Regions from separate parts of the Mus musculus genome. Here regions 1, 3 and 4 are each linked to region 2. Evidence: chromatin contacts called from public promoter capture Hi-C data. All regions are on one chromosome and are shown on one strand. Each heading gives the region's core, a stretch centred on a gene start, on an enhancer-like site or on the middle of the called end of the contact. The rest is flanking DNA. Distances are from core to core; before and after follow the strand shown.

Region 1 (3,328 bases), core at 570-3,069, 230 kb before region 2:
GCAGGTGGAAACAGAAGCACTGGGGAGGGCAAGAAGTGACAGAAAATGGAGAACAAAAGGGCTCAGTCCCCATGACTGAGCAAGAGAAGGAAGTTTTCTGCAGAAGGAAAGAGGAAAGAAACTATGCCAGAGGGTAGGCAAGTCAGAGATATCTAAAAAAGCAGGAGGACAGTATGATGAAACAGCCCATTTTGAAAGTAAGGGTTAGGGCTGGAGAGATGGCTCAGTGGTTAAGAGCTCTGACTGCTCTTCCAAAGGTCCTGAGTTTAATTCCAGCAGCCACTTGGTGGCTCACAACCATCTGTAATGAGATCTGACGACCTCTTCTGATGCGCGTCTGAAGACAGCTACAGTGTACTTAGATATAATACTAAATCTTTAGGCTGGAGCGGGGCCCAACCAGAGTGAGCAGGACCAGCCGGAGCAAGCAACCTTCATTCCCAGCAACCACATGATGGCTCACAACCATCAGTACAGCTACAGTGCGTACACGTAAAATAAAAAAAAATAAAATAAGGTAAAATAAAAAGAAATGATAGATCTGAGGCATTTTAAAGAGGCTGTGGTTTCATATGGGATGAATTTGTCTTTTGTGGAATAAATTCTAAGTAACTGGGCTACTCAAAATAGAATTATTCCTCAACACTGGAAGGGGCTGGTAACAGCTGTACTAGACTCTGGTCCACAATTGCAAACTCTAACTAAATTCAATGAGTCATTTAAAAGACATAAAAATGAGAAGAGGCGGGTTGGAGAGATGGCTCAGCGGTTAAGAGCACTGACTGCTCTTCCAGAGGTCCTGAGTTCAAATCCCAGCAACCACATAGTGGCTCACAACCATCTGTAATGGGATCTGACACCCTCTTCTGGTGTGTCTGAAGACAGCTACAGTGTACTCATATACATAAAATAAATAGATTTAAAAAAATTAGAAGAGGCTCAGGGGGATGAACTCATTTTGTAGAACAGGCTGGCCTCAAATTCAGAGATCTGCCTGACTCTGCCTCTCAAGTGCTGGAATTAAAGGTAGAGTGTGCTCTCCCACACTCTGTGTGTGTATTCTTAAGCCTGTGTCTCTATTTTTAAATTAACACTACTATCACAGTTGATAGACATATAAACTTAGCTAAACTGAATAATCTGCTGTCCTACTTACCTCCTCATAACCAATATTTTTTAGGTTTTTTTTTTATACATTATTTAGTTTTTATGTATGGGTACATGTGTGGGACAGTGTGAGCGTGAAAATCAGAGAACGACTTGTGGAAGTCAGTTCTGGCTTTCCAGTAAGTGGATCCGAGTGGATCGAATTCAGACGAACAGGCTTGGAGTTAAGTACCTTTAAAAACACCATTCCAACATTGGCTGATATTTTAATTTTTCATTATGAAACACACTTTAAGATGTTGTCGAGGTAGAAGAGATTTTATTCACTGCTTTAAAATACTCAATTTAGGTAAAGAAATCGAGTCTTGTGTGAACTCTTGGCTGGAACACACAACTGGTAAGGGATGCTGGCTCAGCCAGGCGCCTGGCCACTCAGACACGCAGACCGGCTAATGGGAAATGATTTTCCTTGCAGGATAAGAACTGGAGATTCCTTGCCAGCCCACTAGTCCCTTGAGGGACCTGTGTCCGTTTAACCACTAGAGTGTGTCTAGGTGTGCAGCTTGTCCTCTGCATTGCAGTTCCAGCGGTGAGACGGGACCATCCCCGCCCCGCCCACAGGACTCGGTTTCCCAGATGGCCGTGAGGCCCAGAAGACATTTCCCAGAAGGGCCCGCGCCTCACTGGCGCGTGACAAAGACTCCATTTCCCAGAGTTCCCCGGGAGGGTCTCGCCCCCCTCCACTTGAACCGGGAATAGCTGGAGAATTGTGCACCGGAAGTAGCTCTTGGGCTGGTGGAACCCATCGCAGGTGAGATTTACAGTTGGATTCGGCGCAGCAAACCGGGGATCTCGCAGGCTGGTCAGGGCCGTAAGAGTACGTCTCGCATTGTGGGTCTACGTGGGGTTGGGCTGGGTCGGGAACCAAGGGGTTTGGGGCCCGGGCCCTTGCTCATCTTGGTAACGGTGGAGCCATGCGGCTGGTTCAGAGCCCCCCTACAGAAACCGTAAAAAATTCCAGCGTCCTGAGGCCGTCCAGCGGTGCACCCTGCCCTAAACTACTAGGCTTTCTTAGACCGTAGGCTATCAGCTCAGCATTTGTGGGTACGGGACTCCAAGTACGAGCACCGCCCCTTGTCTGTCTGTAGGGTGAACGTTGGGGAGAAGCAGCCGCTATGATCTGTGCAGGGACCTGCCAGCCCTAATTTTGCAGTCGTAGGGATGAGGTGTACCTTTCCTCTGCCTAGTAGGGTCATGGGTTGGAACCAAGCTACTTTGTTTGGGATGGCGGCCAGCAGGAAGCTATAATGCCCAGGGCAAAGGACTTCCTGGGGGAACAGAGTTGGGTGTGTCTGTCAGCCTGTTGTCGCTCCTCCTTGGAAGTTTTGATTCTGTGCCTGCTGCCATTGGCCAAGGAGAATGGGGTAGGGAAAATGGCACATCCTGTATCCTCCTTAGCTTACACCATTTGGCCCTCCAGGTGCAGACCATAATGGGCGAACCCCATGGATCCATGAGGATCCTAGTGACAGGGGGCTCTGGACTGGTGGGTAGAGCCATCCAGAAGGTGGTTGCAGATGGGGCCGGCTTACCTGGAGAGGAATGGGTGTTTGTCTCCTCCAAAGATGCAGATCTGACGTAAGTTGCGACCATATTCAGACCCAATTCCTCCTCTTGGTTCCCTTTCCAGACAGAATAATACCCTGACCGGGTTTGTTCCTGAGCCTAGAAGTAATCTACCCCGAGTTTGGGTCCTCCCTGCCAGGTGACAGGCTGTAGTTGCTGGCTGTGCTCTTAAGTAAACATCCTCCTGTAGTTCCGGGATTCCCAGCCGACAGCTGCTAAAGCTCTGAACTTAGCTACTTGTCTCTGTGGCTGCCCTTCCAGCCATGGATCCATTCAGTTTCTAGACTCACTGCCCAAGCCTCAAACTCCTGATCTCCTCAGGCCTCCCTAGCCCTCCCCTGACATCCTGGCTTCCCTCAGGGATGCAGCCCAAACCCAAGCACTCTTCCAGAAAGTACAGCCCACCCACGTCATCCATCTCGCTGCAATGGTAGGCGGCCTTTTCCGGAATATCAAATACAACTTGGATTTCTGGGTAAGTTGGAGTGCTCCAGGGGCAACAAGCATTGGGAGCCAGGAGCTTAGGTTCTTGAAACTTCCACAGGTTTACCCCCAAGAAGTCCCCGAGGGCTGGTTTTGTACAGCCCTCAGGACA
Region 2 (3,264 bases), core at 313-2,812:
TACTCTTGTCTAACTCTGGGAGAACTTGCCATCAGTACAGACATCGCAGCAGCAGTGGCCAAACCAGAACAGGGCCTGGCCACGACCAGGGAGGAAAGGCATGGGGGTCAGAGAAACAAAACCTCCCACTCAAAGACCCAGTGACCTGTACTGGGCTGGTCCTCAAGGATTAGCAAAAGGTGGGGGGCGGGGGGACACAGTTATCCCCACACAGGCCTGGGAATAGAAAGAAGGAACAGAGCAATCCTAAGCCTTCCCAGGCTTCTCTTACTGAGTCAGCTCAGGGTGGGGGAGTCCCACACTATCCACAGGGAGGCTGACCAATGCAACATGCACTTCCTCCACAGGGCACCTGAAAGGCATGGCCACCCTAGGAAGAAGAGTTCCTGGAGAACATGTTGCAGGCTGACTCCGTCTCCCTCCCTCCCTCCTTCCCTCTCTCCAATCTAACCCCTCCCCAGTTTGAGCTAGTCACTGTGGTATCAGGCATGCCTGGTTAGGATGGAGCCCTTGAGGGTTCTGTCCAAGTCCCAGTGCCTTCCTCTCTTCCTCTTCCTCTCCCTCTCCTCCCTCTCCTCCAGGAGACCTGATACACACACACACACACACACACACTGGATAGAATCAGCCAGCAACAAAGTACAATCTGACACCAGGAAGGAAGGTGGGCAAAGAGCCATGGGAACACCCGGGAGTGTTGTGACAGCAGCTTCTGCTTAGCAGCCCCTGGGGATGGGCAGGAGTACCCCAGAGCCTACACACATACTAAGAAACCCAAACACTCACTGACCCCTAGGAAATACCCAGACCGGAGAAGCAGAGAAGGTTAACATAATATCCCTTAGGCAAAGAGCAAACTAGTTTCCACTTCACCCCTGTGTTCCTGGAAGCCCAGGCACCCTCATCTCCAGACTCAGGAGCTTTGGAGGGGATGTATGTTGGGGAAAAGTAGTCAGGCTTCCCCGTGAAGTTCCGAAGGTTTTTGCTGTCTGCTGTCACAATCTAACCACTAATGGACACTGACTCCTACAGCGGGGCACGCAGAAGACACTGTTAGAGAAGGAGGCTTTCTAGACGTCAGAAAAAAACACGTGCTTGCTTGTGGAGGTGAGGGAGTGGGGGTTGTCACCCATCAGAACCAACTTCTTGGTTCTGAGACCCAAGGGGTTCTCTAGCTTCAGGGGAACCATCTAGACCGTGACTGCTCCAGTGTTACTCCCATCGGGCTGGAACACCGGCTCTGGTCTCTCCTTGGGACCTCAGTATCCCCACCTGGCATTCAGGGGAGCGGGTCCCAGGAAGGAAAGGCCGGGAAGGCCGCACTGCACAGCGCGGGGCAGGAGGCTGAAGACCCATATCCCTGCTCAGCCCCCACCTTGCGGATGCTGCCGTCGTCCTGCGGCCGAGAGCTTTCCTCGCCAGTGCCCTGGCCATCTGGCCTCTCCTCAAGGATCATCGCTGCTCGCTCGGACGCTGACTCCGAGAGGCTGCGAGCAGCAGGCCCCTCGCGCTCCAGGGAGGATCAGCCGCGCTGCTCCGACTGTCCCCCTCCTGGAGGGTCCGACTGACCGGTGCGGCAGAGCGCGGGCCCCGCCTGCAAAACTTGATGTTGTCCAATCAGAGGTGAGGGCTACTCCGATGGATAGAAACTACTACCAACCAGAGTGAGAGAAAGGCGGGCTCCAGGTAAGGGATCTGGTAACTCTTAGCAACCAGGGCCGCTCGCCGATCAGGGTACGCATGCGCAACGCTAGGTGTTAGGCGTGCGGAGAAAGTTAGGAAAAGACAAGCAGAACTGGGGGCGGCGACCAAGAGCCGCTGCAGCCTCTGCAGGGACTTCAAGGCTTTATCTCGTCACCCCGGCAACGGGACCCTCCAGGATTGCTCCAAAAATGTTTACAATGGGGTTTTTTAAACGGTTTGTTAGAGACAAGTGCTTGTGCTGATTCTAAAACAATGCCTGCTTTCTTCCCGGCACTAAGAGGCAAAGCGCCGCTGCGGTCCCCTTGCTTCCAGAACCGCCCCCAGAAACCTCGCCTCCGGGACCTGGTTATGCATTTTGTTTCCAGAGCCTACATTCTCCTTGACCTCCTTGTGCTTCCAGAACCGGATCGCCTTCCAGAACCCGAATTGGTTTTAAGAATTGGACTTTTTCCAGAACTCGAGCTCCTTGCAGGGCTTACTCCGAAGCACTTCTCAAATTCATGTGGGCTGGCTCACACTAGATGAGCTGAGAACACAGCCTAGAAATGAGTGGCTAGCCCTTTGTCAAGCTGCTCCAAAGGTCAGCCTCCTCCACGCTGCCCGCCACCCTGGTCACTGCTTGCCCTGACTGAGTCAGCGACTCAGTCTCTACGCCCCATCCCCCTCACACACACCTGGCTCTGTCATCCCCAGATCTAAATTTGCTCGGCTAAGCTCTTGGATGTCCCTGGACAGTGGGCCCCCGCCAGAAATGCTTCTCTCATCTGCCCCGCTAGCCTCTCCAAACTTCCTGGCATTTTTGATCCCAGGGCAGCATTGTCCCCTCCCCTCCCCTCCCCTCCCCTCCCCTCCCCTCCCCTCCCCTCCCCTCCCCTCCCCTCCCCTCCCCTCCCCTCCCCTCCCCTCCCCTCCTTTCTTTCCTTTTCTTTCCTCTAGTATCTTCCTGTGGAGTGTCACCTAATTTCACTTCTTCCTCCACTGACATCCTCATGAGCAGCCTCCTCCATCTCCGGGCTCTTATGCTGCCTAGGTGTGGTCATCACCTTAGAACTAAACAGAGACCACATGTGCTGTCACCTAGCACAGCTGTCACCCTCCTGCATAGGCACCCCTGAATTCAGACTTCTGTGTCTTCAGAATCCTGTGTGCTTAGACTGACATCCACCCAGCAAAGCATGCCTGACTAAAGCAACTGTTTCTCTTAAAGATTTATTTTAATGTGTGTGTGTGTGTGTGTTTCTGCAGATGAGCACTGTGCCTGCAGAGTCCAGAAAAGGGTACTTGAACCCCAGGAACAAGAGACTACAGGTAGTTGTGAACTATTGAATGTAGGAGCTGGAAACCTAACTTTGGCCTTGCGTTAGACTGGTCCACATCCTTAACCACTGGACCACCTCTCCAGCCCTCCCAATCTGCTCTTAACTATTCTTTTCTCAGCAGGATTGTCCCTTTCATAAACCTTAGGAAAGTCCACCCCTCCCCAGCTCACTAAGGACAACTGCAGGATTTCAGGAACACTTTCTCCCTAGGTTCCCACCCAGGGCTCTTAGGGATGTCCTG
Region 3 (3,341 bases), core at 100-2,599, 140 kb after region 2:
CAAAATGATTAGTCGTGTCCCAAGCCGGTCATTCCTTTCCCTCCCTGTACTTGGCTAATCTTTCTGTCTTTGTTGGATTCTTACACTTTGGGGCATTTCATGTAAATAAAAGGGTGTGACATGTAGGGTGTTTGTTGCTTCCCCCCCGCCCCCCCAGATTTCTTTTTCAGTGATCACCTCCTTTTCCTGGGAGTCCTTTTAAGGCCTGCATTGGTCTTTTTTCATGTGAGCGAAGTTTCTTTCTGTCAGGTAAACTTGCGGTTTGGCTTGGGGTTGTGTGTTTCTTCTTCTAGCATGTCTTAATAAGCACATTGGCTTTGTGTTCGAGGAGGTTTGTTAGTGTTGAGGGAAATCTAGTCAGGCCGCCTGCCTTTTCAAGCTGCGGCATGATGAACAGGGGTTCAAGGACCATTTACTCCCCTAAAAACACTTCTTACCTAGAAGCCTCACCAAGCCTCTGCTCTGCAAGAATCCATACTATAGCTCAGCCTGTCAACCTGAGTGCAGGCTCAGGCACAGCTGCTCTCACCCCAGTCTGATGGCAGGCTGGCTCTGGGCTCCACAATGGAGTGGAGTGCGGGACTTCTTTTGCAGAGAATTGTGTATGAACTAATTCTTATCCTCGGCACTCTCTTCATCTAGATCCCTTCTTCAAAGTGTCTAGTCCCTCTATTCCTCAGCACTTGTGAACTACTCAAGTGCTCACGCTGTTTGATCACCTGGTGACTTGTGTGACCCTGGGCAGGAGGAGGCTCTATTGCTAAGTGTTCTCCTTACCTGTAACTCAACACCGAGACACCAAGGCAACATGCATCTATAATGTGCTGTTTAGATCAAAGAGAACAGACTATACGCTCAGACTGACAGCAGAGGTTGTCACATCTAGCAAGGACTTGGTATTAGTGACAGTCATTTGTCTGGTATGAGGTTCTGTGGTGGGGGTGGGGCGGGCGGGCAGAATCCAAGGTGTGCTAGCTGCTTTTTCCAGGGCCTAGGGTTTTGAACACGGAACACCTTTCCTCCTGTGTGACAAGGGAGCGAAGGGAGCTGTGGCTTACCCTGAGCCCAAGAGAGCTGGAAGGGCAGGGGGGGAGCAGGAGCCCAAGGTGTGAACCTGGTGTGATCCTTACACAGGGGCCAGGATTGTCATCTCTGTGTGTGGGTGTGGTTGGTAACAAAAGTCCCTAGGGCTGAGTTGCCGGTGGGCGTCGTCATGGGCACTCTTAGGAGTAGAATTGGCTGGAACTATCGGATGCGAGGTGGATGCTGGGGAGGGAGGAGCCCCAAGGCTGGGCGTCTGAACCCCACAGCCCTACCTCTCCGCTTCCCTCTTTCGCTGCGTCTTTGTGCATTTTGCTTCCTTTAGCAGCCAAAGCTCTTCCGAGAATCTGCAAGGGACCTCGGCCAAGCAGAGTGGGAGGATCCTCCCACGCCGGGTAGGGAGGTGGAAAAGGGTGGGGGGCTGCTGCGGCGGGAGCAGGAGCGGGAGACCTAGAAGGGGCGTTGCGCGCGGACGAAAGGCGCCGAGGCCGGGTAGGGCGACCTGCTGAGTGGCCTCCAGCCCTGGGCGCCCCCCACCCCGCGCGTCTCCCAGCTGTGCGAGGCCCCCGCCCCGGTTCCGCCCCGCCCCTCGCGCGGGGTCCGCGTCTGCGGCTGCGTTCCCCGAAAGACGAAGCTGCGCCCCGGTTCCGGTCCGCAGGGAGACCGAAGGGCATCGCTCCCCGCGCCGTGCCCGCCGCTGAGCCCGGAGTGCGGACACCCCAGGGATGTGAGTGCGCCCCCCACCCCGAGGCCCGCACTCCACGCCCCGATTCGCGGTGAGCGCCGAGGCGCGCGCGCGGGGACCAGGGGAGGGGACTCGGCGCGGGGTTCCCGGCCCCCCAGCCCAGGGGTGGGGACGAGGACGGGGACGCGGCGCGCAACCCTCCCCCGCCGGCAGGTAAGGTGCGCTCCCTCCTCCCGCTTTTCCTGTCCGGACGCACCTACAGCTCCTTGGGGAGAGAAGACAATCTCCCCACGCAGGTGCAGGGCGAAGGCTGCGGGGACCTCGGGTGGCCACCTCACCGGAGAGGGCAGACCTCTTTTCCCTGGAGGGGAGGCTGTGATGGTGGATGCTCCCGGTGATGGGTTGGGGGTGGGGCATTGCGAGCTCCTGGACCTCCCCCCCCCCCCCCGCGCGCTTTTGATTCCTGGGGGATGGTTACATCTTCAGGCCAGAAAAGGGAAGGGTGTTTAGGGTTGGGTCCTCTGACCGAGGCTATTCCCCTCCAGGCCTGCGCCCCAGAGGACCCCCGCCTGCAGCCCCCGCGCCTCTTTCAGGCCCTATCGGAGCATGCTGCCTGCAGCCATGAAGAGCCTCGGTCTGGCGCTGCTGGCCTTGCTTCTCTGCCCCTCGCCGGGTGAGTCGGGGGCCCGCGGGGAGGGGTCATATCACGGGAAGCACCACTCTTAGATCTCAGCTCCAGCCACCGGGGGCTCTCCCCACACTCGAGGGCATCCAGCGCCTTTCCACCTTTCTTCTAGTACTGCGCAGATGTCCCTCATTCTCAGAGGTTCAGCGAGCTTCCTATTAAGTCGGGTGGACCTTTCCTGTCTTGGAACCTACCTATCTTTGGGGGTGCTGTGTGTAGGAGTAAGAGGATGCGGGAGGCAGGATGTGTAGGCACAGCACAGGGTCAACCTGGAGGCCCACTCTGGGTCTTGTGGGAGTGAACTCTTCTGTGAGCATGGTTCTGCCGTGATAGCTGCAGCAGGTTGGGGAAGAGGGGGTGTAGGGTCTGGCTGTCCAGACTCGGGTTCCCCTGGTTATCCCTCTCTCATGCCCTGCCTAGCCCATGGCCTGTGGTGCCAGGACTGCACCCTGGCCAATTCCAGCCATTGCGCTCCGAAGCAGTGCCAGCCCACCGATACCGTTTGTGCCAGCGTGCGGATCACCGACCCCAGCAGCAGTAAGCCTGGACCGGGTGAGGGGGCGGGGCTACTGAAAGCTAGATCTAGGGAGAGATCAGAGGTGTCCTCTGAGTTCCTCTTCCCTGGGACAAGATCATGACTTTGAGGCAAGACAACACTGGCTTGTTCCTCCCTGGTTCCACGTCTTAAACTGATCTGGAGGGTCCTGGGTTCTAGGGAAGGGACAGAGCTCAGATGGAAGTGGACCTTAGCCCCCATGCCTTCCTTCTTTCCCCCCAGGCAGGAAGGATCATTCTGTGAACAAGATGTGTGCTTCCTCCTGCGACTTCGTTAAGCGGCACTTTTTCTCAGACTATCTGATGGGGTTCATTAACTCTGGGATCTTAAAAGTCGACGTGGACTGCTGCGAGAAAGATTTGTGCAACGGGGCA
Region 4 (3,139 bases), core at 526-3,025, 160 kb before region 2:
CTCTTCTGAAGGTCCTGAGTTCAAATCCCAGCAACCACAGCACTACGTTCCATCGGTAAGCAGCTCAGTCTCCTGTCAGGTCAGTACCCCCTTGACCACTCTGGGACTCCACGGGTTCTATAGACGGTGGCTCACAACCGTCTGTAATGAGATCTGACGCCCTCTTCTGGTGTGTCTAAAGACAGTTACAATGTACTTACATATAATAAATAAATCTTTGGGCTAGAGCAAGTAGGGCTGGAGGGAACAGAGGTCCTGAGTTCAATTCCCAGCAACTGCATGATTGCTCACAACCATCTGTCCAACTACAGTGTATTCACATACGTAAAATAAATAAATAAATTAATTAATTAAAAAAAAAAACCTCCCTACTCTGGAAATAGGACCAGAGGAGTAGAGTTGAACATGCCCAGTTAGATGGCAGGCTGGGCTTTGCCCATTCCCTTCTGTTCAATCTTGGGGGATCAAGATGGGAAAGAAGATACCTGGTTCTGGAGCACTGGGCTCCAGGATGTCCTTGATTGACAGGTTGACACATGAATAACGGGGTTTCCAGAACCTTGAGCTTGAAAATTTCCTGTTCAGAAGGCAGTAGGGCCTGAAGCTGGTGGAGTTCCGCAGGCTGTCCACCGGAATGAGATCGCCTCTGCTGCCGCTTACCTCCTTGATCACATTCTTGACCACTTTCTCAAAGGCCGATGGCATGGTCCTGGGGGCAGACGGCAGGGCTCCGTACTTAGTTCCTCCAGCACTCAGGAACCCCATCCCTTCAAAGTAGCCTTGCCTTGTTAGTCCTGGCACATTCCTGCCCGACCAACACAACACAGACACGATTCACTCCGTGGCTCGCCTATCTGTCTCTCCTTGGGGCCACAGCACTTAGGAGGAAGAGGAGGAGGGGGAGGGGGAGGGGGAGGGGGAGGAGGAGGAGGAGGTAGTCTGTAGTAGGTCTATACTATCTACATCATTAATTACTGTGCATAGCCTTTGGCCAATTGCTAAAGTCTAAGATACCTTGTTGCTCTCCCTGGCTGAGGGCCAAGGCTGGGGAAGGAACACAAGCCCCCACTTCTAAGGGATTTAGCACAGGAGCCCACAGCAAAGCCAGTGTTCCAGGGCTCAGTGGTTTCCTCCAGGGCTCTCATGTACAGCTCTGTGAGCTACCTGACCTGATTGAACTTTCATGGGTCAGAGGCCAAAACAGGCCTGGGACAGACAACCTGGGCACTGTGGAGGAACAACTCTACACCTAGGAAACTGGGTCTCTGGGCTAACGGTGGAGAGTGAGGCAGGAAGGCCCTTGGTGATCAGGGAGGGACTTATGGGTCAAGGAATCATCCCAGAAGCCTAGAGAGTCCCCCCTCCTTCCCCTCCCCCCACTCGGTCCCCTCTTCCCGCCCCAGTGTCAAGTCCAAACCAGGCTTGTCCCACTGTATCACTAGTGGGTGACCTCCATAGAGGGTAGACCCTAGCTGCTAGGGCCCCTTCAAACTGTCTTCAAGGTATAGTGGGGCTTCTGGGAAGGGCTAAATCCCCAACTCAACAAGCAAGCATCCAGGCCATAGCGTAGACCACACTAGATAGAGGAGGGGCGGCTGGGCTCTGGAAGAGCTGGGTAGCAGGGTGGCTCACCTCGATTTTTCACCCCTGCCGAGGTATCTGGGTCCACCAAGCGAAGCGAGGACCTGCTGGGATGCCGGGGAGGGGTCTATTGTCTGCTCAACCCGGGAGCAACGGGAGCCACGACCAAGAGCGGAACTCAGGCGGCAGGACACAAAAGTGAAACCGTAAAGCTTCAGCCCGACGTAGCGGGCGCGGTGCTTTCAAGGAGCCCTCCCTCCCGGAACAGCTGCGCAGCCTGCCCTAGCCTCCTCCTCCTCCTCCTCCCCGGAGCCCGCCTGGGCTTCGGGAATTCCCTGCGATCCGGGAGCTTCGCTTTCTTCTAGTTCGGGTTCCTCCAAGTTCGCAGCGCTTCCCCCCCACCCCGCCCCCCTTTGGTTTTTTTTTTTCGAGACAGGGTTTCTCTGTGTAGCTCTGGCTGTCCTGGAACTCACTCTGTAGACCACGCTGGCCTCGAACTCAGAAATCCACCTGCCTCTGCCTCCCAAGTGCTGGGATCAAAGGCGTGCGCCACCACCACCAGGCTTCACTTATTCTTTCTTAAACACCTGGGCCATAGTAAAAGATCTGAATGGACTTCTCTAGGAATACACAACTGAACCAGTTGCCAGCAAGCACACCATTAGTTATCAGGAAAATGCAAATCAAAACTAGATAGCATCAAAGCTACTCTGCTGGCTGACATCCTAAGTAAATAGCAGTAAAGCAAACCCCATGGTCCTTGCAGACAGGAAATTGAAAACAGAGCTGCTCTAGAATACATCCACAATTTTTCAAACGGGTGAATGTAGAGTTACCAGGTGACCTAGCAATTGGACTTGTAGGTGCATATCCAAAGCAAGAGGTCATCTTGGGGTTGTGGCTATCAATGGTGAAGTGTTTCTCATACAGCAAACAGAAGGTCAAACAGATATGCCTACACCAATGTTTGCTGTAGAGTTTAAATTTTCCTCTTGAGATTTTAAAAACTTATATCCCACGTGTGGGAGTGTTTTGTCTGCATATATGCAAGTGCACCATATGTGGGTGCCAGGACTTGAGTCCCCGTCCTCTGTAAGAGCAGCAAGTGCTCTTAACCCCTGCACCATCTCTCCAGTTTCCATGGTAACATTTTAAAGAGTCAAGCAGATAACCCTCAAGTGACCTGAATGACAATCAATTCATACATAGATTAAAATTTTGTCCAGTTCTGGGCCCTGCACACACTAGGCAAGAAAGCCCCCTATGACCAAGCTCTGTCACCAACCCTCAATAGGGCGCTTGCATGGCTACTGAGAAGCTTGAGTACACCTATAAGACACATTGCAGAATGTGGATAAACCCTGAAAACACGGCCACAAGCGGAAGAAGCCAGACCAAAACTAATCCAAGCCAACCAACCAACCAACCAACCAAACAAACAAACAAACAAAAAAATGACACATCACTGTGCAAGCCATTTTGTATGAAATCCCCCAAGTAAGCCAACTGTTCATGGTTGCCAGTGTCCTGGGGTGTGGGCAGTAGCCACACGAGTTTA

What was found. Capture Hi-C pulls out chosen DNA fragments and counts their contacts.
Region 1: a promoter capture Hi-C map of liver shows a contact between it and region 2. The contact joins the promoter of Gfus here to the promoter of Rhpn1 in region 2. A contact is called at or near these places in 4 of 39 promoter capture datasets (the SN4741 cell line and embryonic stem cells), 3 of 15 datasets of contacts at CTCF or cohesin (all in embryonic stem cells), 14 of 484 Hi-C or Micro-C datasets (the G1E-ER4 cell line, the HL-1 cell line, the N1E-115 cell line and 5 more), 16 of 115 datasets of contacts at active chromatin or transcription factors (the NIH/3T3 cell line, bone marrow-derived macrophages, embryonic forebrain and 9 more) and 3 of 9 other capture datasets (adipose tissue, liver and pancreatic islet).
Region 3: a promoter capture Hi-C map of adipose tissue shows a contact between it and region 2. The contact joins the promoter of Ly6h here to the promoter of Rhpn1 in region 2. A contact is called at or near these places in 7 of 39 promoter capture datasets (the 3T3-L1 cell line, 3T3-L1-derived adipocytes, cranial neural crest and 3 more), 12 of 115 datasets of contacts at active chromatin or transcription factors (craniofacial prominence, embryonic basal ganglia, embryonic forebrain and 5 more) and 4 of 9 other capture datasets (adipose tissue, embryonic stem cells, liver and 1 more).
Region 4: a promoter capture Hi-C map of liver shows a contact between it and region 2. The contact joins the promoter of Gsdmd here to the promoter of Rhpn1 in region 2. A contact is called at or near these places in 4 of 39 promoter capture datasets (the HPC-7 cell line, cranial neural crest, maxillary cranial neural crest and 1 more), 3 of 484 Hi-C or Micro-C datasets (DN3 thymocytes, bone marrow-derived macrophages and embryonic cerebral cortex), 16 of 115 datasets of contacts at active chromatin or transcription factors (acute myeloid leukemia, bone marrow-derived dendritic cells, embryonic basal ganglia and 11 more) and 3 of 9 other capture datasets (adipose tissue, liver and pancreatic islet).

What each region holds. Positions count from the first base shown.
Region 1 is chr15:75,928,309-75,931,636 of GRCm38.p6, reverse strand. Gfus (GDP-L-fucose synthase) reads left to right here and starts at 1,819. Exons shown (of 11, transcript NM_001357005.1): 1 at 1,819-1,918; 2 at 2,588-2,745; 3 at 3,094-3,208. The coding sequence starts at 2,600.
Region 2 is chr15:75,702,586-75,705,849 of GRCm38.p6, reverse strand. It overlaps Rhpn1 (rhophilin, Rho GTPase binding protein 1), which reads right to left and starts at 1,562. Exons shown (of 15, transcript NM_001163465.1): 1 at 1,376-1,562. The coding sequence starts at 1,456.
Region 3 is chr15:75,565,190-75,568,530 of GRCm38.p6, reverse strand. It overlaps Ly6h (lymphocyte antigen 6 complex, locus H), which reads left to right and starts at 1,349. Exons shown (of 4, transcript NM_011837.3): 1 at 1,349-1,768; 2 at 2,272-2,399; 3 at 2,832-2,948; 4 at 3,190-3,341. The coding sequence starts at 1,767.
Region 4 is chr15:75,860,975-75,864,113 of GRCm38.p6, reverse strand. It overlaps Gsdmd (gasdermin D), which reads right to left and starts at 1,775. Exons shown (of 11, transcript NM_026960.4): 1 at 1,633-1,775; 2 at 486-709. The coding sequence starts at 705.